Regions from separate parts of the Mus musculus genome. Here regions 2, 3, 4, 5, 6 and 7 are each linked to region 1. The links are chromatin contacts, called in public Hi-C, HiCAR-type, HiChIP or PLAC-seq and promoter capture Hi-C maps. All regions are on one chromosome and are shown on one strand. Each heading gives the region's core, a stretch centred on a gene start, on an enhancer-like site or on the middle of the called end of the contact. The rest is flanking DNA. Distances are from core to core; before and after follow the strand shown.

The links. Promoter capture Hi-C pulls out the DNA fragments that hold promoters and counts their contacts. A called contact is a pair of places that touch in the nucleus more often than the background predicts. HiCAR-type assays count read pairs that join an accessible place to other places. HiChIP or PLAC-seq counts read pairs in DNA pulled down with a chosen protein or histone mark.
Region 2: a contact with region 1 is called in a promoter capture Hi-C map of pre-B cells, with 2.4 times the contacts expected there. The contact joins the promoter of Fzr1 here to the promoter of Tpgs1 in region 1. A contact is called at or near these places in 5 of 39 promoter capture datasets (cranial neural crest, erythroid cells, hippocampal neurons and 2 more) and 1 of 115 datasets of contacts at active chromatin or transcription factors (microglia).
Region 3: a contact with region 1 is called in a HiCAR-type map of astrocytes, with 4 times the contacts expected there. The contact joins the promoter of Pfkl here to the promoter of Tpgs1 in region 1. A contact is called at or near these places in 9 of 39 promoter capture datasets (the 3T3-L1 cell line, the C10 cell line, cranial neural crest and 6 more), 3 of 115 datasets of contacts at active chromatin or transcription factors (astrocytes and embryonic stem cells) and 1 of 9 other capture datasets (adipose tissue).
Region 4: a contact with region 1 is called in a Hi-C map of B cells, with 8 read pairs. The contact joins the promoter of Gatd3a here to the promoter of Tpgs1 in region 1. A contact is called at or near these places in 5 of 39 promoter capture datasets (the HPC-7 cell line, cranial neural crest, embryonic stem cells and 2 more), 2 of 484 Hi-C or Micro-C datasets (B cells and CD4 T cells), 2 of 115 datasets of contacts at active chromatin or transcription factors (astrocytes and embryonic stem cells) and 1 of 9 other capture datasets (liver).
Region 5: a contact with region 1 is called in a promoter capture Hi-C map of embryonic stem cells, with 3 times the contacts expected there. The contact joins the enhancer-like site here to the promoter of Tpgs1 in region 1. A contact is called at or near these places in 9 of 39 promoter capture datasets (the 3T3-L1 cell line, cranial neural crest, embryonic stem cells and 4 more), 4 of 115 datasets of contacts at active chromatin or transcription factors (cardiomyocytes, embryonic stem cells and large pre-B cells) and 1 of 9 other capture datasets (macrophages).
Region 6: a contact with region 1 is called in a promoter capture Hi-C map of hippocampal neurons, with 4 times the contacts expected there. The contact joins the promoter of Agpat3 here to the promoter of Tpgs1 in region 1. A contact is called at or near these places in 7 of 39 promoter capture datasets (cranial neural crest, embryonic stem cells, hippocampal neurons and 3 more) and 3 of 115 datasets of contacts at active chromatin or transcription factors (astrocytes and embryonic stem cells).
Region 7: a contact with region 1 is called in an H3K4me3 HiChIP or PLAC-seq map of forebrain, with 8 times the contacts expected there. The contact joins the promoter of Rrp1 here to the promoter of Tpgs1 in region 1. A contact is called at or near these places in 4 of 39 promoter capture datasets (embryonic stem cells, hippocampal neurons and pre-B cells), 2 of 484 Hi-C or Micro-C datasets (Th1 cells and cerebral cortex), 4 of 115 datasets of contacts at active chromatin or transcription factors (embryonic stem cells, forebrain and pro-B cells) and 1 of 9 other capture datasets (liver).

The regions. Positions count from the first base shown.
Region 1 is chr10:79,667,947-79,670,997 of GRCm38.p6, forward strand. Tpgs1 (tubulin polyglutamylase complex subunit 1) reads left to right here and starts at 1,493. Exons shown (of 2, transcript NM_148934.3): 1 at 1,493-1,837. The coding sequence starts at 1,500. It overlaps Madcam1 (mucosal vascular addressin cell adhesion molecule 1), which reads left to right. Exons shown (of 5, transcript NM_013591.3): 5 at 291-596. The coding sequence ends at 421.
Region 2 is chr10:81,376,931-81,379,981 of GRCm38.p6, forward strand. It overlaps Fzr1 (fizzy and cell division cycle 20 related 1), which reads right to left and starts at 1,440. Exons shown (of 14, transcript NM_019757.1): 1 at 1,340-1,440.
Region 3 is chr10:78,008,356-78,011,406 of GRCm38.p6, forward strand. Pfkl (phosphofructokinase, liver, B-type) reads right to left here and starts at 1,452. Exons shown (of 22, transcript NM_008826.5): 1 at 1,244-1,452. The coding sequence starts at 1,328.
Region 4 is chr10:78,168,301-78,171,351 of GRCm38.p6, forward strand. It overlaps Gatd3a (glutamine amidotransferase like class 1 domain containing 3A), which reads right to left and starts at 1,455. Exons shown (of 7, transcript NM_138601.3): 1 at 1,295-1,455; 2 at 1,073-1,125; 3 at 509-622. The coding sequence starts at 1,429. It overlaps Pwp2 (PWP2 periodic tryptophan protein homolog (yeast)), which reads right to left. Exons shown (of 21, transcript NM_029546.2): 21 at 2,610-3,051.
Region 5 is chr10:78,258,483-78,261,533 of GRCm38.p6, forward strand. Gm30122 (a long non-coding RNA gene) reads right to left here. Exons shown (of 3, transcript XR_380597.2): 2 at 1,322-1,434. Among named protein-coding and RNA genes, the nearest start is that of Gm30122, 4.1 kb to the right of the region's middle. Within about 2 kb of position 1,624, at least 13 of the 459 cell types and tissues checked have an H3K27ac peak or open chromatin away from gene starts, as enhancers often do. A contact at or near this core is called in embryonic stem cells, where this site is marked.
Region 6 is chr10:78,350,148-78,353,198 of GRCm38.p6, forward strand. Agpat3 (1-acylglycerol-3-phosphate O-acyltransferase 3) reads right to left here and starts at 1,553. Exons shown (of 10, transcript NM_053014.3): 1 at 1,480-1,553. Gm40709 (a long non-coding RNA gene) reads left to right here and starts at 2,336. Exons shown (of 3, transcript XR_871856.3): 1 at 2,336-2,780; 2 at 3,017-3,051.
Region 7 is chr10:78,411,555-78,414,605 of GRCm38.p6, forward strand. Rrp1 (ribosomal RNA processing 1 homolog (S. cerevisiae)) reads right to left here and starts at 1,489. Exons shown (of 13, transcript NM_010925.2): 1 at 1,266-1,489. The coding sequence starts at 1,398.

The sequences.
Region 1 (3,051 bases), core at 243-2,742:
GCACGATGGCACACAAGCTATGATCTAAGTACTTGAGCTGTAGAAGAAGAAGGGTCAATGTCAGCCTAAGCTACAGAGTGAGACCGTAATTTAGAAACAAAAGCTTCCCTTTAAGTAGATTCATTCTTCCATGCTGTCTTTGAGTATGTCTGGTTGGGTGGCTGTTTTCTACCCAAGTAGAGGCTGGCTAGTTAAGTCCACTTTTAAACTGTAAGGGCCTATGTATGTTCCCTCTGTGGAGCCCACAGGCACTGGGACTGATGGCAGCCTTTCTCTTCCTACTCTTTCAGCCTCCACCGTCGTCCTATGGATTGGCAGCTTGGTGCTGGGGCTGCTTGCACTGGTCTTCCTTGCCTACCGCCTGTGGAAATGCTACCGGCCAGGTCCTCGCCCAGACACTAGCTCATGTACACACCTATGAAGCTCCATTATGCCAGACTAAAGGAGGCAGAGAGTGACCAGCTGCAGGATTTGGGGCATCAAGATGATAGTGTGGCCTCTTTCCTTGGTGGTCAGCACATCTATAAGTTTCTCCTGACTTCTGGGCTTTTCTGCCTGCTGGCCCAGAGCTAAATAAAAGCCCCGTATCTAGCCACTGGCATATTCTTTCGTACTGTGAATAGGAAGGCTTTGTACATCACCTATCCCTACAGCCAGAGTCCCTGGAGACAGTCACACATCCCAGTTTTCTTTGGTAGGTCGAGCAACAGGATACTAGGCTGGGAAATGCCTGCATTTAACAAGAGTAACTAAGGAGATATCCAGTGGCTTAGAAAAAGTACTTGGGGGGTAACCTGGGAAAACACGAAGAGCGGTATGGATGCCAGACAAGGGAATAAAAAGTATGTCAGTAGATAAAGAGCCAAAGATAACACAGAAAAGGGACATGCGAGGATACTAGAAAGCCACAGCAGTTCAGAATTGCAAAGAGAGCACCCCCCTCTGGTGGTCAGAAATGGTAACAGTCTGGGAAAGGAAGGAATCTGGTGACAACTCCGCTCAGGCACCTTAACGCTCGGAAGGAGACTAAGTGAGGCCAAAAACCCGGGAGAGCCCAGGCCGAGTCTGGGAGCAAACGCAGAAAACGGTTTGAACTCCGCTTTCAGCCCTAGATTCCTGGTGAGCTTTGCGGGGTTTATCTGGTACCCAGGGTGCCTGGTTGCTAGGAGACCATGCTTAGGAAGACTTGCCCACTACCAAGATGGCAAGGTATCGCGCTTCAAGCCAGAAACCAAGCCCTTCCTGGGGGACCATTTTGAAGTCTGGCAAGCTCACAATTCCAGACCGAAGCTAGAAGATGCAGTCATGGAGTAGCAGGAAAACGCACACAGAGAAAGCCAGGGGCACAGGGGGAAAAGGTCGCTTGCGCTTGTTACTATCGAGATTCTCAGAGAGGGGGGCCGCTGCCTCTGCCCTTAACAAAAATGGTCGTCGAGGGAAGGCGCCTCATCGCGCCGTGAATTATGGCGGCGCTTCCGGTCCCGCTGCCCCCAACAAAGATGGCGGCAGTGGAGAAACGGCGGCCGGCAGTAGCACCAGCGGCCAATTTCCCGGACAGTGGCCGGACGTCGGTGTCTCAGGCGGCGGCGGCCGCTGAGAGCGAGGAGGACTTCCTACGGCAGCTCGGCGTGACGGAGATGCTGCGCGCAGCCCTCCTAAAGGTGCTGGAGATCCGGCCCGAGGAGCCCATCGCCTTCTTGGCGCACTACTTCGAGAACATGGGTCTACGCTCGCCGACCAACGGAGGCGCCGGGGAGCCCCCGGGCCAGCTCCTCCTGCAGCAACAGCGCCTGGGCCGCGCGCTGTGGCACCTTCGCCTGGCTCACCACTCGCAGAGGTGCGGACCGATGGCGGACGGGGGTACCAGAACTACAATTCCCGACAGGCCCCGCGCGGGAGCAACTCGCCGCCGGCGCGGGGCGTTTCCGGGAGTAGTGGTCTTTCCTCTTTTCCCGGGTCTGGTCGGCTTGAGGCAGGTTTAAGGTTCTCGGCACGCCTCGCATCGATTTCGCCTGCAGTGTGCGCGGGGTGTACTGGATATTGTGGTCCGGGTAGGAAGTGCTGGGGGTTGTAATCCATCGTCCATCTATTGCATGAGCTTCCAGGTGATTACGGCCTGGAGGAGGTTGCTTTTGAACCCGAGTCCATTTTGCCCTCGCAGCCAAGGGTTTTGGGAGGTCAAGAAGCCCAGCAAGGTAGTATAAATAGTGTGGTGCTTGTCCAGGAGATGGACAGCCTGTGTACTCAGGCCCCAGGCCCCAGACAGAAGTTCCTTAGATGCACACGCAGAGCACAGGCTGGTCTAGAGCCTGACGTGAACCCTGCAGGGAGCTCCGCAGTGGGAGTAGTTCCAGTGTAGGTGACGACTAAGGACGCTTTTTCATTGCATAGTGGATGAGGGAAGCTGATCAGTAGGGCATCATCAGCCAGGGGGTGACCAAATGCCTGAGGGTCTCAGCATGGGAGTGGCTTTCCAAAGGGTGCTTGGAGGAAGACTCAGGGAGGAGAGCAGGGGAGGGGGCCGCAAGGAGGAAGACGTTGGGCAACAGTAGCTCAGGCCTTCCCTAGGGAAGTGAAAGTCCAGAGATCATACATTTCCAGCTGAGCAGACCAGACATCTCTGCACCAGAGGGAAGGGGCTCAGTATCCAAGATGGTAGCCAAGAAGGGAAGGGTGGAGCATGGCGGGCCCATGTGGCTAGAGGGGAGGGGTACAGGCACAAAGGGAGAAAACCAGCGAGAATGTAGACGGACAGTCTTCAGCTAGGACAGCATTGGGGTATGTGAGTGGGAGACTGAAGGTATCAGCAGAGAATACGCACACAAGACCACACCGTGAGGTGCCCAGGGGAGGAACAAACTGCTTACTGGGGGCATCCGGAATTCTCCCAGGGATGAAGAGCAATGAACCTAGGGATTTAAAATAGAAGTGTTTTCTGTGAGTTGAAGTCAGCCTCACCTGAGGATCTGGGGCAAGCTTTGTGATCATGTCACCAGGTCTCTGTGTCCTTCACTACCTGGTTTCTGTGCCAGTCACTGGATCCTTACCTGC
Region 2 (3,051 bases), core at 190-2,689, 1.7 Mb after region 1:
AGAACTCCATTAATCTTTACAACACATGCCATCCCAGCCCCATGAGAGCTAGAGCCACCAACTCCCTTTCTTTCTAAGCCCTGATCCCGAGAGCCAGAGGTGGTGTCTGTTCTGGGTGAATCTTCACTGGGGAATCACCCTCATTCAAACAGCAGGAAGGAGCTAGGACTGGGACTCAGCAGCCAGAGGAATGAGGTCATCTCTCAGACAGGACGGGTAGGGGGCGTGCTTCCCACCAGGTGTTCTCAACAAGGAGTGCATCCCACCAGGTGCTCTCAATTAGCAGAGAATTTAGGGGAGCGGGGTAGGAAGGTAATGCCTATACAGAGGTTGGTGTCAGGCTTACAGCTGGAGACAAGTGAAGTTGGTGGGGTGATTTAAGGGCTTTGTAGGGGACAATGGCTTTGGATCAGGGATAGAGGATGGAAGGACCTGGACTTGCATTTGAAGACACAGAGTGGAGGTTCAGATCTGAGAGGGTACGTGGTGGATTTGGGGACACAGAATGTCTGTGGTTTCTGGCCATGTCTCCCCTGAGATGAGACACCTGGTTGTTGGCTGAACCACTGGGTGTTTACGGCAAATTTAGTTCACAATCCTTCCCACCTGGGGAATGCCAGATTTGAGACTCCTGGACTCTGGAGGTTGACTCAGATCCCAGTTTGGATGTAGGGAGCATCTGAGGCAGGGGGATTTACATTTGGAAGTCAACAGGGTGCAGATGAATGGTTTGCAGTTGAGTCTTGAGTGATCAGCATGAGACAGAATGCTCTAAATTTAAGGGAACATAGCTCAAAAGAATACAGAGTGTTGGTGACAGGGCGAGGTCATTGGGGACAGACCGTCTGAGATCTGACTCAGGACCTCACCTGAATTGGGTGGTTTTGGTGGAAGTAGTAAAGGGTGACCTGAATTTGGGGGCGCAAGGAGCCTGACCTAGGGTTCTGAGCTGCAACATGTGGAATGCCTGGATTTGGACATTAGCCGTGCTCTGAACAAGGCTCTGGGCGATGATTGCTGTGATGGACAGAGCGAGGTCAAGGCGAGGTTGCCGGGTGAGGGGACTCAGGGTTGGGGTGACTCAGGGCCTCATCTGGGAAGCTGGTTTGCATTCTGGGGTTCGGGGGAACAAGACGGGTGGTGCCCTGGATTCGAGGGGAGCAACTATCAGAGCAGAGCTCTGGGGATGGAGGACTCTGACAGACTCAGAGAGCTGGCGGGGTCGGGGCCGGTACTGGAGGTCGCTGGGATGTGGGGTTCAGGATCAGGCCGCACTGGAGCCCCAGAGAAGGAAGGGGTCGGCTGGGGGGGCGGGTCCCCGAGTCACCCGTGTCCTCACCTGCCTCGCTCCGGTCGCCAGCCGGCACCCGCCGGTTCCCGCCGGTCCCAGGAACACGCCGCGCCTGTTCGAGGCCCCGCCGTTGCGACAGGCCCCGCCGCCGCTGCTCACGGGAATCCCCCGGCCTCCGCGGTAGCTAATATGGCGGAACTCAGTGGCAACCCGACTCCCTCCCCCAATCTGTCCCGCAGGCCGCGCGCGCGCCCGCGACCGGCCCCGCCGCCCAGCGCATCACCGCGCCTAGGCCACGCCCCCTAGGTCCTCCCCCCCAACGCCGCCAAGGTTTTCCGTGGGCAAGCCACGCCCTCAGCCACGCTCACGGCCCACACGCACGGATCTCTCCGCCAACCCCCTGTGGCCTGTGCTGAAGCCACGCCCCTCGAGTTACCAACGCCTCTCCTAGGCCACGCCCCCACACCGCCTCTTTCCCTGTCCCTTGCGGGCACGCCCCCTAGACACTCCCACTCTGTGCCGTGCTCGCGTCCACCCCAAACAGCTGCGCCTGCGCGCCCCAGCGCGGAGCAGCTCGGGAGTATGGGACGTCCTTCAGGATTTAAATCAATACAGGAAGCGAGACGGCACTTGTTGCCCGGGGCAACCGTGTTGGGATGAGCAGTCGGGGAAGACCACGGCTGAATGGGGGGGGGGGACGACTAGAACAGGAGTAACTAGGCGCGGAGGAAGGCGTGGCTCCTGTTTGTGGAAGAAGTGGGGCGCTTCCCCCTGAAGCTATGATTCACTCAACAGTTAAGTGACTACCCCACGGATGGCGCTCGGCGCGCGGACGCTGCTGGTTACTCACTGTGCGTTTATTGTTTTCAATTTTCGAGCTACCTTTTTCTCTCTAGCCAGGCTAGCCTCGAGCTGGAAGCAATTCTCCAGCCTCAACTTCTGCATTGTTAGAACGACTGTTAGACACCTGCCCCCCCAAAATATTTATCGTGTCCCTGAGTACTCACTCCCAGAAGCCCCAAGTGATGACAGCTGGAAATAAACCTCAAGAGGGTCCAGGTTCAAAACCATACATGTTGGGCCCATCACAATGGCTCAAAAGGTAGGGTGATTGCAGCTAAGCCAGCTGGAGCCCACCTTATACCCAGGATCACTTGGTAGAGGGCGAGAACCAACTCCTGCAAGGTGTAACTCTGACCATCCCATGGGCACACCTGTGCCAGCCCCTGGGTAAATGACACTAAACAAATTAAGAACACAGACTGTTCTTCCAAGAGGTCCTGAGTTCAATTCCCACATGGTGGCTCACAACCATCTGTAATGGGATCCGATGTCCTCTTCTGGTGTGTCTGAAGATAGCGACAGTGTACTTACATAAAACACGTAAATAAATCTTAAAAAACAAAACAAAACACCAAAAAAAAAAAAAAACCCAAATAGGGTTGGGTTTTGTTGTGTTGTTTGGCCTTCTGTTTGGTTTTTCGAGTTAGGGTCTCTTAGTGTAGCCCTGGCTGTCCTGGAACTTGCTGTGCAGACCAGGCTGGCATCAAACTCAGAGATCTGTCTGCCTTTACCTCCCAAGAGCTGGGATCAAAAGCATGCACCATCAATTACAGGCACAAGTAGAACTATTTAAAAAATTAAATGCACATAGGGCAAAGGATGAGCCTCGGGCTGAGTGAGCTCAGTGGACATAGTGGGAAGGGGTTGTGCAAAGGACTTCTGGTGTTCAACACATGCTGCTATCTCAGTCTCAGATT
Region 3 (3,051 bases), core at 202-2,701, 1.7 Mb before region 1:
TGCCTGCCAGAGGCAGGAGCCCTACAAATGGGACTCAGGACTCTGCTGGCCTCACTGAAATGCCTATCTAATGGGTGATGTGGGCCTAGTCAGGGCCTCTCTTGTGGTCCACTACCATGGGTGATTCTTCCACAGGTCCCCGGCCCAGTCTCAGTGACAGCACTGGGATGTACAAGCTGAAACAGCCCTGAAAAAGGGTATGCTGACTGCCAGCCTAGACCAGGCCCAGGGGACCCAACAGAGATTTGAGATTTCCAGCATTATGGGAGTCAGAGTGACATTTTTTCCTGCCTTCCTGGACTTGCAATCATGCTTGTAAGATGTATCTATCCTGTGTTGTTCCTACCGATCTCTTAGGTAAGGGCTGGGCAGTCAGGAACCCCGCTTAGGAGCATGTGTGTCTGTATTTCCTGAAATGTTTGGAAGGAAATGGCGAAGCTCAACTGCAGTGCTCAGGGAAGCCAAGCCCCTTGAAGCTCCACGTGTCTTCCTCAGCCCCCAACTGGGTAGTATTTCTTTTCAGCCGGACCCAACTAGAGCCACAGACTTCGCACATCAGCAGTCAGCCTGGAACCAGGCCACCAAGAGAGGGGCTGAGAAGAGGGCAGATCCTCCCAAGCCCAGACTTTTCCCTAGCCTTACCAGGCCGAGAAGAGGCTGTGCACCCTCAACTATTAGCCCTGTGGTGCTTGCCCTGTTACACCGGTAAAAAAATACCCCCGCTCCACGCCCTCTGTTCTCCACTTAAGTCTCCATCCAAGGGACAGGAAGCAGCCCAGGCAAAGGCGTGTGGGCAAGCCTGCCTCAGTCTCACCCCATCCCAGTACAGAGAAGGTAGGAATCACAGGCTGCACGGGGGAGGGTACAGGGTCCCTGATCCTTTCAAATTCCGGCCTGTGAAACTTGGCCGGCTGTGCTTCTCTTAGAGGTCCTGACACGTGTGGCCTAGAAAGGAATAGCCCGGTGCCCTAAGTCTGCGTGCTGCGCGGACACACCCCCAAACCGGGCGGACCTAGGCAGCGCGAGGGCGGGGCGTGCCAAGGCCCGTGGCCTGCAGCACGTACGCCAGCTACCCGGGGCGGAGCTTGGGGACAGGGACCTGAAGCCACGGTGCTCCACAGGAGATTGGCTGGCCAAGTACACCCCAGATCCCTAGGCGAGGGGCAGTGGACAAGCCCGAAGGGTTCCGAGGACAGGCAGAAACCCCAGATCCATCCCTAAACACGCCCCCGCGTCCCATCACCTTGCGCATCACCGCCGCTGGTCAGCACTCCAATGGCCTTGCCAGCCCCCGACATCCGCAGTTTCTCCAGGTCCACGGTAGCCATGGCGGCAGCGGAGACCAGGAGCCCAAGCTCCTCTCCCGCCGCTCTGCGTTCCGCGCCGCTGTCGCCTGTCCCCGCCCCGTGCGCCTGCCTGTGTACCCGGTTTGTCCCGCCCCGCCCCGGCTCCGCCCCCAGTATAACGTTTGACTGACAGGCTCGGGGACCTGGTCGCCCCTCTAGTGGCTGCTGGAGAAGGTAGCTGCGCTAAGAAAGGCGGAGCGCACGCCAGTCTACAAATGTCTGCGCAGCGGTTCCGGAACCCTGGTTCCCCAGGCCCGCCACCGAACTCCCCAGGTACCCAGCAGCTAGGATCAACGTCCTCACCAAATGAAGTTCACAACCTGAGCCTGACTGAAGTTTCTGGGCAAGTGGAGTTCATGCTACAGCAAGCTGATTTTACATCTGTCCAGGCGCTGTTAAAGGAAACCTGTAGCCAAGTCTCACGGGCATTTTAAATCCCACTTGGCCAGCATCCGGGGATGCAGGTGTGGCTTGGGTGAGAATTCCTAAGCCGCTCCTTGAGTTGATTTAGGCTTGCAACAGTCTCCTTCGAGCCGAAGTTAAAAAAAAAAAGGAAAAGGAAAAAAGCCAAACAAACAAAAAAAGGAGAAAGAAAGAAAGAAAGAAAGAAAGAAAGAAAGAAAGAAAGAAAGAAAGAAAGAAGGAAAGAGAGAGAGAAAGAAAGAAAGAAAGAAAGAAAGAGAGAAAGAAAAAGAGAAAGAAAGAAAGGGAGAAAGGGAGAAAGAGAGCAAAAGAAAACATAGGAAAGCTGCAGTTGTATCTGAGACGATAGCCACGATTCGTCCCATCGCGACTGCTGAATGTAGTTGGGGATTTGGAAAGAGAAACACTTAGCGTAGCATTTTTACTTCAGGGTGATTTGCTAAACCTGCCGCTTCTCTCAACTCTCACAGCTCCTGGTTCAGGCGAGTGGCCTTTGCCTGAGCACAAAGTGGGGAACCAGCCCCTCAGGATTGGTTAGAGGGATTCGAAGCTGGTGGAGCAATGGTCAGATCCAGGACTCTCAAGGAAAGCTACCCACAGTCCAGAGCGCTGGATCTGGGCTGCCATGGTAGGGCTGTCCTGCAGAGATGAGGGTACCCCATCTGACCCTGACAGTTTGTTGATTTTTGCCTGGTTTTGCTAAATTCTTTAAGAGCTATTTTTATTGTCTGGCAGTGGTGACACACGCTTTTAATCCCAGCATTCAGGAAGCAGAGACAGGCAGATCTTTGAAGGTCAGTTTGGTCGATAGAGCAAATTTCAGGACAGCCAAGGCTATACAAAGAAACCAAGAACAGGGATAAAAGGAATAAAGGAAAGAAGGAAGGGGCGGTCCGTTTAACTCAAATTCTAAGAACATAACAGGGCTTTTGTTGGTGGGGAGTGGGGAGGTGTTTTGGCTGGAGATATGGCTCAGAGGTTAAGAGCACTGGCTGCTTTTCCAGAAGTCCTGAGTTCTAGTCCTGACAACCACATGGTAGCTCACAATCATCTGTAATGGGATCTGGTGCCCTCTTCGGGTCTGTAGGCATACATACAGGCAGGCCATACACACAGTATACATAATAAATAAACCTAAAGAAAAAAAAGAAAAAATGTTTTACTGGATTGTAGGGGGGTTATAACTCCTGCATAAAAGGTTATAAGAGGGCTGATGAGATGGCTCAGTGGGTAAGAGCACCCGACTGCTCTTCCGAAGGTCCGAAGTTCAAATCCCAGCAAC
Region 4 (3,051 bases), core at 205-2,704, 1.5 Mb before region 1:
CTGGTCTGTATATAGTGAGTTCCAGGCCTGTGAGGGCCAAACAGACTCTGTCTCAAACAAACAACAAAAACAAAAACCCGAGGCAGTGGTGGAGTATGCCTCTTATCCCAGCACTCAGTAGGCAGAGGCAGGAGGATCAGAGTTCAAAGCCAGCCTGGTCTACAGAGTGTGTTCCAGGACAGTCTCTCTACATAGAGAAACTTTGGGAAAACAAAACAAAACAAACAACCCCTCCCTGCCAAAAACAAAGCAACAAGATAAAGGGAACACAGTACCACACAGGGACTAGCCAGAGCAGAGCATGACCACCTCACACCCAAAGGCTACTGCTACCCCTGTAACGGTCACGGGGAGGTCAGAAACATTTGGCCCATGGCCATGTATTTCCAGAACAGCCGGATGACAGTTGCTTTGAGGGACAGACACTTGATCACATAATCAGGAAGGCTACAGTACAGGAGCTGCTCATGGGAACAGGGCTCTTGTAAGGTCCTTTCCCTACCCATACCTGCTTTCCCTCTCAGAAGGCTCCCCCTTGGTGTGGTCAATCACGTGCATCTGAGGGACATCGGGAGCAAAGATCTGGACCTCAGCCCCGCCTCGGCTCAGGTGCACCAGGATCCTATATGAAGAAAATCCACAAAGACATCACTTCCAAATGTGTCCTCCGGCCTCACAGCATGACGATTTTACAGATGGACTGGCACCAAGTGCTGGGGAATTCCTAGTTTATAGGACACCTAGTTGCTTTTACGAAGGCACGGCTCCTGCCGCTTACAGACTTCTGCAAGGTAAGGGTAGAACCAGAATAAGTAGGCAAGGCATCCTTTTACTGACTGATGAGCAGCGAGGGTTGTTGACTCCGCAGGTGTTGCATTTTGGGTATGTTCAAGACCCCAGCTTGCTGCCAGGCATTCTGCCTTCACCCAGGGTCCGGGTGGCATCTTTTGTGTCTTGGCTGTGCTAACTTTGGCTTTGGACTTATCACGATGTGAACCCACTGCGCTTGGTCACCCTCTGGCCATTTCTGCCTTTTAAACCAAGAGAGTGTTTACAAACTCTGAGGACTTACGCTGAGGCCTCATGGATCTCGGTTCCGTCATAGACTCCACAGCCCGACAGCACCTGCAGGAAGAGAGGCACTGACGAGGGCGAGGGCCCAACACGCAATTACCGAGGGAGGGGAGGCTGAACCCCACCAAGAGCCGACCTTGGGCGGACAGCTGGTCGACCCCAGGCTGCGGGGACCTAGCAAGGGAAGGCACTCGGCCTGGGAGTCTGGCTCTGCACTCACCAACGCCACCCTGGCCCCGGGCCGCGGTGCGGAGCTGTGAAGGGCTGCGCGCTGGGAGGGAGCCCGGTGGTATCTGGAGAGCGGTAGGAGCGCAGAAGCCAGCCTTGGCGCCACCAAAACCCTGACGGCAGCCATCACGAAGGGCAGCCAGCCACAGTGGTGTCAGGAGAACGTGCGCCGTGGGGCGGGGTCGCGCCTGGCCAATGGAGGAGCGCGTAACAACCCCTTTCTGGAGAGGGCCAGTGGGTGGGGCCGCGCCTGCGCAGTGACCGACGGCGTACGGGAAACCCAGCACCTTTTTCCCTGGAGGACTAGCGGGAGGGAGGGGCCACAGATCTCAGGACACGCCCCCCCTCACCTAAGAGACCGGTTGGCTGGACTTCTCCAGCTCAATGACCGACCGAGCTGGGACACGCCTCTTCTCGGTTTTGAGAGGGCAAGCAAGCAAGTATGCCAGGTTAGGACCTTCCTGCGATCGACCTTGTTGAGCGGCCCGGTCTGCCTAGTTAATGTTTGAAGGGCGCTCATCTTGGTGTAGGCCACCTTGACTACCTATTGCAATTCCAGTCTATGCAATGACTAAAAACTGATTTTAAATAACGGGGTCAGAGCAAGCCCCGCGCCCTCACGGTGCAATCGTAAATTGCTCCTGCCATTGTGTTCTGGGTACCTCTGCAGCTTCCTCACAGGCCACAGTTCTGCCAGTCACGATTCAGTGAAGAGCTGAGCTGAGCATCGTACCTTCCATTTCCTATTTTGAATCAATGTGATTGCTATAGTTGCATACAGTCCGGTGTCCATCGGGGTAATGACCAGATAACTCCCAGAGTTTCACTGCCTCTCCCTAGCCACAGTGAAGGCTGTCAAAGGTGACCTGGCTTCTCTCAACTCCTAGGGATAATTAGCTGCTGGGTGTTCCCATCTTAAGATGGGAACCCTTTCACATTTAGGAGACATTTAGGCCTGGGATGCACAGTATATGCAGAAGCCAGGGAGCATACAGAAGTGGGTTTGGTGGCCCAACACCATTACAGCGAGTCAGGGATTATTCAGTTTCAGGGGACAGTAGTTGGGGGGAGGGGTGGAGCAGTGTCAGGCAATTTGCATCTGGCTGTCCACAGGGGTGGAGTGGGCATGGTTACCACGGAGCAGACTTGTAAAATACTCCAAACTGAGCCCAGTTTCTGGTATGAGAATTAAACTGGATGAGATGTATGAGATGTATGGTGATGGCTGAAGCATGGTTCAGCACTACTTGCCTGCCCTTCCCTGGGCCCTCAGTTCCACATTCATACCACACACAGACAAAACCAGTAAAGCTTCATAAAACTGTATTTGTACTGCAGATGGGGATCCCAAGATGGCACCAAAACAAGCGGGTCCTTGTCTGGGCGGCCAGGGGCCTGGCTGTCCCTGGGCACATAAGAAGCAGTTTCCTTTTCTACCCCAAGCTACACAGAGAAATGCTCTGCAGAACAGGAAACCTGGCGACACCAGGCTAAGCTCTGGCTTCTCCCCATAACGGTGTTCAAGCCTGAGCGGGTTCCAGGTGACCAAGACAGTATAGTATCAGTGTATCCTGAGTATGACAAGGGTGCGACAGCTAATGGCTCTCAGTGCACCAGGTGCCACACAGATCCATTCCTGTGGCCTGGACAGAGGCCAGTGAATAGTTATCAGCATGAGTTGGCACCTGTGGGTCTCTTCACTGGCGAGTGACATGCTGGGCCTGGTCAACCCCATGAACAGGAAGTATC
Region 5 (3,051 bases), core at 374-2,873, 1.4 Mb before region 1:
CCTTAATGAGTCTGAAACTGAAAGCAAACAGGTCCCTAACCCAAGTACATTGTCCACAGAGCGATGTAAGGGCCATTATTGCAACTTGGCAGCAGGGGTGTGGTTCCTTTCCTCGAGGCAGAGAAACACTCAGAACATCGGAAATGCCCAAATTGGAGAATTAACAAAATCAGGAAACTAAACACAACTAAAAAAAGAAAAACAAAAGCTATGCTACTTGGAAATCTATGAGTTTTTCTCCTTAACTCTCCACCAAAGGCCAGCCCGATAGCACAAATAAACCCAGTAATGCTATTTGTAAAATCCAGAGGACAAGCTCACTGCTGATGGGGCTTGGAAGCAGGCATCACGAAACAGCCGTGACCTAAATGTCGTTCTATTAAAGGGGGAATGAGAAGAAATGGACCTAGCACTGACCTGAAAGGTTGGGAGACGTTATTTAAATGCAACAAGAAGGGAGGAATCGATAAAGATAAAAAGCACAGCAGATATTGAGAACTGAAAGGGCTAGGCTTATCTGTCATTTGGAAAAACGCCTGAATGAGCAAAGGGCAAGAAACTTTAAAAAGGGGACGTCCATGCTGAACAAGAAAGGGATATGGCCGAAGCGACCATTACATTTAAATTAGGATGAAAGGGGATTTTCCAGAGAAAACTGACTTTGGAGCACTGTAGAAAAACTAACTGGCTCCTTTACAACAAACAAATTGGGAAAGTTGCTAAAGAGCCCTTTCCCTTCAAATCCCTCTCTGGTACACAAAATACCACCTGACCATAGAGCATCCCAAGGGAGTCTACCAGGCTCAAACCCCCTGAGCCCAGGAAAAGAAGAACAGACCGCTGCCTCTTATTGCAGAACTGTAACATTGACGCCAAAACCCAATGAAGAAGAGGCATCCTCACCAGCCGAGACTTTAATGGATACAGTTCATCAGCCCTAAGTGAGGAGTGCTTCCGGGTCACAGGTCACAAAGTGACATGTGCTGCAAACACATCAAAGGCTGTTCCTGTCACTCTGCCCATCAACGGATTTGAGAAGAAATCCCTTATGGTTGTCACTGGAGTTTGACTGTGTCCCCAAAGTCCATGTATTGGAATTTAATCCCTAGTGGAGTATTTGGGGGTCCTGAGTGGCCACATATGTCCCAAGGCTCTGCTTACAGACGTCATGATGTTGATCACAGAAGGCATGGGGCCTCCTGTCTGATCTTTCTTGTTTACTCTCTGGTCCTCTCTTGCCCTCCCATCTTCTACATTTTTGGCATTAGAATTTCCAACTCCCGGGACCACAAGAAATAAATTTTGGCTGCTTGTAAATTACCTTGTGGAACTCTGTCGCAAGGTGACTGTCTTTCTCCAGTGAAAGCATTTACACAGGTTCTTAACAGGGCAGCATCTCTGCATATGTAAATATCAACCCAAAAGTCAGCCGGCCTGTGCAGGAGAAAACCGGTTTAACCCATGTGAACAAAGGGCTGGTGCAAGTTAAGAAGAGGGGGAAAGAGGAGATTTAGAAACTATTAGTGTTTTAGTGATCAGAGACCATTCACTTAGACATCAGTGGATCTGTGTGAGTACCGAGTCCCTCCCGTTCAGTGCCTCACAACTACTGACCTCATTTAATCCCAACAGTGCAAAAGCTTTGCTGTGAACCTATCAAATGACTCAGTAACAACCTTGCGCTACTTCTGGGTCCCAGATATGCAAAATTGAGTCCTCACAGAGGGACAGCACTCCTGTCCTTTGCCACGCCCACCACTCCCCTCATTCAGAGACCCTCCCCACAGTCAGACTGCATCCTGAGTCTTCAGACCAAGTGAAGACCATCCTGGCAGCCAAACATCATATTCCCAGTCATCAATTCCTAAACCGGTTCTGAACTGGCACATCACAGCAGACAGCATTTTCCCCTGTGCTTGATGGCCTAGGAAACACCCCCAGGATGTCCTTCCTAGGCGTCTATCATCCATGCTGGGAACACAAGTTCAGCCATGCTGCAGCAGAGGTTGCTGTTTATACTGTACGAGCCCATGCAGAACATGGGGGAGGGGAGCAACTCTTGGAGCTGGAAGCTTGCTCACACCCAACAAGCTGCTGAGCCAAAAACCCGGAGAAGGAATAGGGTTGAGGGAAGAGGAGGGGGAGGCAACAAGAACTATCCATCCTCGTGCATGCATAGGTCACTGGCCACTGTGTCACCTGTTACAGGCACCTGGGGAGAGCAGAAGCCCAGTGGAGGGACAAATGGAACCAGGGAACGTGGACCCAGTGGAGGGATGAGGGAGGGAAGAAGTCTGGGGATGGATTGCTGACCCTGTGTGGTTTTGGTGAACGACACACTCCAAGGGTCACTGTCTGCACCTTGGGGGGACAGGGCATCTAAGGACATAGTGTGAATGGTCAGCTGACCAAATTTCTGCAGAAGCAGAGTGGCCTAAGACTCTAGGACAGTCGGGCAAGAGGTAGGCACAAAGAATCAGTGCCACATTGGAAGTATGCTTTGCTTGAACCTTCCACCGTAATCCACTCCGGAGCTGGTGCCTGCAGCGTCTGGAGGCTGGAAGGTGAGCAAGGCAGCAGAGCATTCTGGGTGTGACCTGTATTTGGAGCCAAGCACCTGCTAGCTACAGGACTGTCAGAACAGCTGAGGGTTGTCCTTGATCCGAAAGGACAAATTGGGGATCCTGAGCCAGCTAGATGGGGTGTCAGAGAGCTCAGAAACAGGGCAGGGAGCTCTGGCAGGTTTTAGAGATAAAGGTTCAGGCCAGGCCTCACTCCCTGGGCTTTTGTTGGAGACCATGGGATCGAGCTTCCTCTAAGCCTAGGAGCTGGCAGGAGCTATGGCATGCATTTTTAAATGTCCATTAGCTGAGGGCACTCTCTAAGTGGCCTGTGGTGGGCCACAGAGGCTCCAGCAGAATGGCAGGGAGGCTCTGGGGGTGGTCACAGGACACATGCTCAGCCTCTCAGCAGGACTGTGGTGTGCTGCCAAGAAGAACTGTCCTATTTACCCAGGCCCAGCACAGCATGTCCTTAGTTGGCATCTCCAGC
Region 6 (3,051 bases), core at 303-2,802, 1.3 Mb before region 1:
GAGAGAAGGGAAAGTAGTGTGGGGTACACACAAGGAATGCAGGGAAAGCAGCCATTGCTCTGGCAAGAGAGAGAGTAGGGGATGCCAAGGGTCCAGCACTGGATCTGAAAAAGCAGTGACACTGCAAAGCCGTCGGAGAAGGGAACACACACAGTTGGTACCAGCTCCATCCTCTGAGAGGCTGGACCAGTTAACCAGCACCAACTTGTTAGGAGTGAGCTTGGATTAACGATGCCATTCTAACTCCTGAAACAACAATAAACTTCCATCTTTGCTCATCCCATACTATACAAAGATCTTACTATGCCCTACCTGCCTCCAAGTGGGCCAGAGACAGATGTATACAGATTTTTACTACCCTGACTGGGCTGGAGGAAATCAGAGTCCCTTTGCTCTTCATTTAAATTCTGGCTGTGGAGATTTGTGACATAATCCAGGACAAGTGGCTAGCCTTGCTCCTCAGACCCCAGTGTGTTTCAGAGTCTGTTAGCACAGAGTCGCAGCTATATGCCCCAGAAAAGAAGTAAACAACTCCTCTACTGCAGTAGATGCTCCTTTTGTAACTTCTGAAGTAGATCAGTTACTTTCTGTTCAGTTTCCCCAGTCCCCTAGAACACACAGGCACTGTCCTTCCCAGGTGCTGGGCCTGTTATCTGGGAGCAGCTTAGGGTGAGACAGAGACCTCCCTTCATTTCCAGCATCCCTCCCATCTTCCTTCCCTAGGAGACACTGTATTTAACCCACTTCCCACCAATTCCACAGGCAACTTCTAAGACCTAGACCTTCTGCCCTGCTGCTGTACAGATAAGAGCAGGTGGGGGCCACACACAAGGCCTCCAGTAGGTCCAGACTGAGTTAGGTCAGACATCCAGCTGACATCCACCTGCTGAACATAGCCATGCTGAGGAGCACATGCCACCAAGACCAAAGAGAGGCTGGCAAAGCCATTGCATGTAACTGCCTTTGGAAACAACGTAATTACAAAGCACAGAGTGTGATACTAGGAATCAATCTTATAGGCTAAATCCTAAAGTTGGAAGGAGTCCTGCTTACCTAATAAGGGGAAGGGACAGTAAGGGAGTGATCAAAGTGCACAGAGACCCCTTTGAAAGGGGCACAGTCCATTTCCCAATGTCATCGAAGCAGAAAGAGCTGCTTCCACTCAGTTCCAACAGCCACCAACCCAGCACCCCCAACCGGCACCCTGTGTCCAATCCCAGAATCCAAGATCTTGGCTCTGGACGAGTCATTCCAATCTGTCTCAAATCCAAGTAGCCTTCTCGTTTCCCAGGAAGAAGAACCCAGTCTCTTAAGTATTCTCTTAGAGAAGACTTTCCACACTGCTTTAAAAAGTTAGGTTTGAAAGGCCATTTCTAAAATCATTTCCCTGTGCCCCTAAACTTCTCTCGAAGTTAAAAAGGAAACCTGAATATATTTTCCACCCAGCTTAAGTGTTCACAATCCTCCTGTCGTAGGTACCTGGGGTCAACTGCTCCGGGGCTCCAGGCCCACCGTGGACAGGTGTTTTCCTCCAGAGGCTCTGGTTACTGAATGACCCCAGCGCCTGAGTGAAACGTGGAAATTCACAGTCGGCCTTTGGTCTCAAACGCCAAAGTCAAGAAAAAAAAAAAACAACAACAACCGAGCCCTCGCACCTTCCTCCAGGGCGTCCCACCTGCAGCCCTCCCTCCGCGTTGAGCAAGCAAAAAAGTGAAACTAGCCCACAGGGCCCCGAAATCAGGCATGGGGGGCTCCCCCAGAGCGAGGAGCCGGGAGCCGAGCAAGGTTCCCCCCGGAGAGGGGCCCCAAGGCCGCCCAGGCCCTCTCGTCGGGCCCCGCATCCCCATCTCTACCCGATCGCCCGCATCCCCAGGCCGCCGCGCACCCCGCACAGCACCGGCGGGCCGGGCAGGCCGCACAGGGGCCGGGCGGGACCCGGAGCCTCCAGGCGCCGCGCTCTCCAGGCCGCGCGCCCCGCGGAGCGCAGCCGGCCACTGCGGCGGGGCCCGGCGACCGCGGGCGGGGGACGACCTCCGGCGGCTCGGCCGGGCTCGGCGCGGCTCACCTGCACTCCACCTGCTGGTCGCGGTTCTCGCGTCGGGCGCGCGCGGCCTGGGCCCGGCCCGGCCCTGCGTCGGGGCCTCAGCGAGTGCGGCGCCCGCCGCCCCGGGCCCCCATCGCCGCCCTCCGCCTCGGCGCCGCCGCCACTTCCTGTGCGCGGCGATCCCACAGTTCCGCCGGCGCGGGACGCCAGGCGCGGGGACGCGGGGACACGCGCGGACCGACGCGCGGGGGAGGAGTCGCGGCCCGCGGCGCAGCGGCGACCGCCTCGGCCAACGGACAGCAAGCGGGGGAGGGGACGCGAGGCGCGCCCCGCGGGAGCAGCCTCCACCCTCCCTGGCCAGCGGGATGTTCCTAGACCCAGTCCGACTCCCTTTCAGCTGCCTGCGGTCCTCCGGAGTCCCACTGGGGTGTTCCTGGGCCCAGCTTGAATCCCCTCTTTTAGCCCACTGAAGTCCTTCTGGGGTACTGCGGTGTTCCTGGGCCCAGCCTGGATCCCCTTGTCCCCCTGAAGTTCTTCGGGGTGTTCCTGGGCCGTACTTGGACCCCCGATGGTTCCCTGGAGTCCTCCTGGGTTGCCTCCCCCAAGAACTGGAATATTCCTAGGCCCAGCCTGGATTTGCCTCCGTTCAGCCTCCTGAAATCATTCTGAGCCTCAGCCTAGACCCCTTCCCAGTCCCGGAGGTCCCCTTGAGACCCAGGATGTTTTGATGGCTCAGGTTAGACTCCCCTTCCTTCTGAGTCCTCCTGGGGACGCCTGGAAATTTGGGGGTTCCCCGCCAATTAATTAGACCCCATTTCCCTTATCCTCCTGGACCCCACTCCCAACACACACCCCATCCTGCCCCCAAGTAAGGATCCCATCCTGGAATCCTGTAGGATTGTCCCCAGTGCCTGGTAAGGCACCAGGATCGCTTTTCACTCCCACGTGCTGTACCCTTTGATTTATTTATAGTTGGCAACTGACTAGCAACATTGTATCCACAACCA
Region 7 (3,051 bases), core at 239-2,738, 1.3 Mb before region 1:
CATGACTGCCTGAACTACTCTTAACAATAATACGACTGGGGGCTGGCGAGATGGCTCAGCGGGTAAGAGCACTGACTGCTCTTCCAAAGGTCCTGAGTTCAAATCCCAGCAACCACACGGTAGGTTACAACCATCCTAATGAGATCTGATGCCCTCTTCTAGGGTGTCTGAAAACAGCTACAGTGTACTTATTTATAATAATAAATAAATCTTTGGGCCAGACGGAACAGGGACTGAGCGAGCTGGGCTGACCTCAGTGAGTGGGGCCAACTGGAACGAGCAGAGGTCCTAAATTCAATTCCCAACAACCACATGAAGGCTCACAACCATCTGTACAGCTAGCTACAGTGTACTCATATACATTAAATAAATAAATAAACCTTAAAAAAATATGATTGGGCAGCCAGCCCCGCCCTCAAAACATTCTCCAACAGAACTGCCATAACGGTGCCTGGAGGAGCCCCTCCCCCCAACCCTCCAGTAACTCCATGCACCAGCAAGCAGGTATCAGTCCCATAGAGTTAAAGAAACCCAACACTTTCGGGACCGGGAGATGGCCCATTGTTAATGCAGTGATTAATTAAGCCAGTGTCAGACCAAGGAACTGTAGCTATACTATGACATTTCGGAGATTAAATGGTGAAAGTTATTCATTCCGGCTAGCAAAGGACATCACCACCATTTAGCGAGGCGCATCCCCCAAGTTGGGGTGCTCTGACTAGAGCGTGAAAAACTGCGCTGAGACACTTCCCAAAGCATACAGCCATGACCTCGGCCAAACCACCGCTCAGGGAATCTATAATTTGCATCCGCGGAGGGATATCCAAAAGCAAAGGACATCGCCACCATTTGGCGAAGCGCATTCCCCAAGCTGGGGTTCTCTGACTAGAGCGTGGAAAACTGCCTTGAGACACTTCCCAAAGCATACAGCCGTGACCTCGGCCAAACCACTGCTCAGGGAATCTATAATTTGCATCTGCGGAGGGATATCCAAGAGACGCGGAGGCTGCTGAAAGGGGTCGCTCACTGAGGACCAGAAGCACAGAAACCGCTCTGCAAAAGGACATCCTGGGAACGGGGTGTCGAGAACACACCTTTAAGAACACGGGACACCAGTAAAGGCCGGCGGAAGAGCACCAGCAAGCTACAGAAGGAAGAAAAGCGGGCAGACCGATCGGGTCAGCCTAAGCCAGTAGAACAGCAGACGAAGGCCGGATCCTGCGGGGCCCACGCAGCGGAGCTCGCCTGCCCTCCCGCCCGCGTACCTGTCGCCCGCTGCGACCTGGCCTCGATGTACTTCCGCAGCTTCCGCAACGCGCGGTCCCGCGTCACCTGTTCATTGCCCGCCAGGCGCTGCGCCAGCTGGATCTCCGGCGGGAGCGGCACTCCGGGAACCATGGTGAGGAGAACCCTGAGACCACGCACTCGACGCTTCCGCTGGGGCGCTCGAGTGACGACACGCGCTCGTCACCACTGAACGTCACACTGAGGCGACACAACCCAGCTAGACGTCAAACGTCCTGGACGATGCTGGCGTACGCTACCGCCTCTCAGTGGCCGAGAGGCGCAACTGCACCCTGCAGGGAGGAGGATGGTCTGGTGTAAGCCTAGGGCATCTCTGATTCTTGAAAAGGTTAAAGCATTGTCTTGGGTTCGCCCTCCTCTTTACTGCAGCAGGAGTGGCTGTATTACAAGAAGATCGTGATGTGGCCCAGCTTGTCCTCAACTGTAACACTTAGCAGGACTGCGTGGAGCTGCCCTTGGCTCAGCATCCTGAGCCATGTTGGGGTGTGGGGTGTGGGTGGGGGGAGGTTGGGTGTGTGCATGAACCCTGCAACGCCGAGAACTACGAGCTTTACCCGAAACACTTTACCTGATCCCTAACACCTTAGTCCTCAGGGAAATCCACCCCACCAAGCCTCTTGTAGAGCATCCACTTTCCTGGAAAGAGAAAAGCAAGAAGGCTGTCAGGATCCAGATTATGGGACAGGGTGCAGGTACCTATCATGAAGGTAGGCAGGCAAATACACTATAGAAAGCACAGTGAGTGTGCAAAACTTGAGTGTGCCCTGGTTCATGAAATGTGTGGTGACAATCGTTTGGGACACTATTGGGAAAATTTTTCCATATAGCCCAAGAGCTGAAATGTCAAATTAGAATACAAAACAATTACAGGTTTCATTGGTGTGCCCAAGACCACCAGAAGTCTGATGACTTGCTGGGGGAAATTTCCAAGACCAGTGGACGTTTGGACTTAGTGGTACCATAACATTGCCAGTTCGTTGCTACACCATAGGCCAGCTAAGCCCAGGATTAAAGTGTCAGGCAAGGAAGGTGGCTGTATTTGAAAAGCTAGATGCTGGAAAAAATGGGAGGGATGGTTGTTGAAAGTCTGACTGAAGAGGAATAAGCAACTGGGGTGGGAGAGGGCATGTCTAAGCACTATTACAGGAACATAGACAATTCTGTATTTTCTATAACATCAGAATTTACTGAATAACAAAAAATTTGATAGACTACATCAATGTTATGGCCACGCTTTTTAAAGTCAACCCAGTTTCTTTGACTTAGGCAAGCTATCTCTTGTTGCTGTTGTTTTATTTATATGAGTACGCAGTTACTGTCTTCGGACACACCAGAAGAGGGCATTAGATCCCATTACAGATGGTTGTGAGCCACTGTGTGGTTGCTGGGAATTGAACTCAGGACCTCTGAAAGACCAATCGGTGCTCTTAACCGCTGAGCCATCTCTCCAGCCCTAGGCAAGCTATCTTAAACTACTAATATTAATGGTCAGACTCTACTTACACATCACACAGTAAATATATCCACCTATACATATGTGTATATGCCAAGTCCTGCTAGGCTTGAGTACTGAAACCCCAACTGGGAGAAGTAAAGAAATACAGGACAGACACACAGACAGAAAAGGTGGGCTCAGCTTAGGTGTGAGCACTCTGATTGGGACACTCACTACCATTGCAACTTGGAACCTCAGGTTGTTTATTATGTACCAACTAGGAGGAGGAGGATCTGGTCCTAAACATCCAG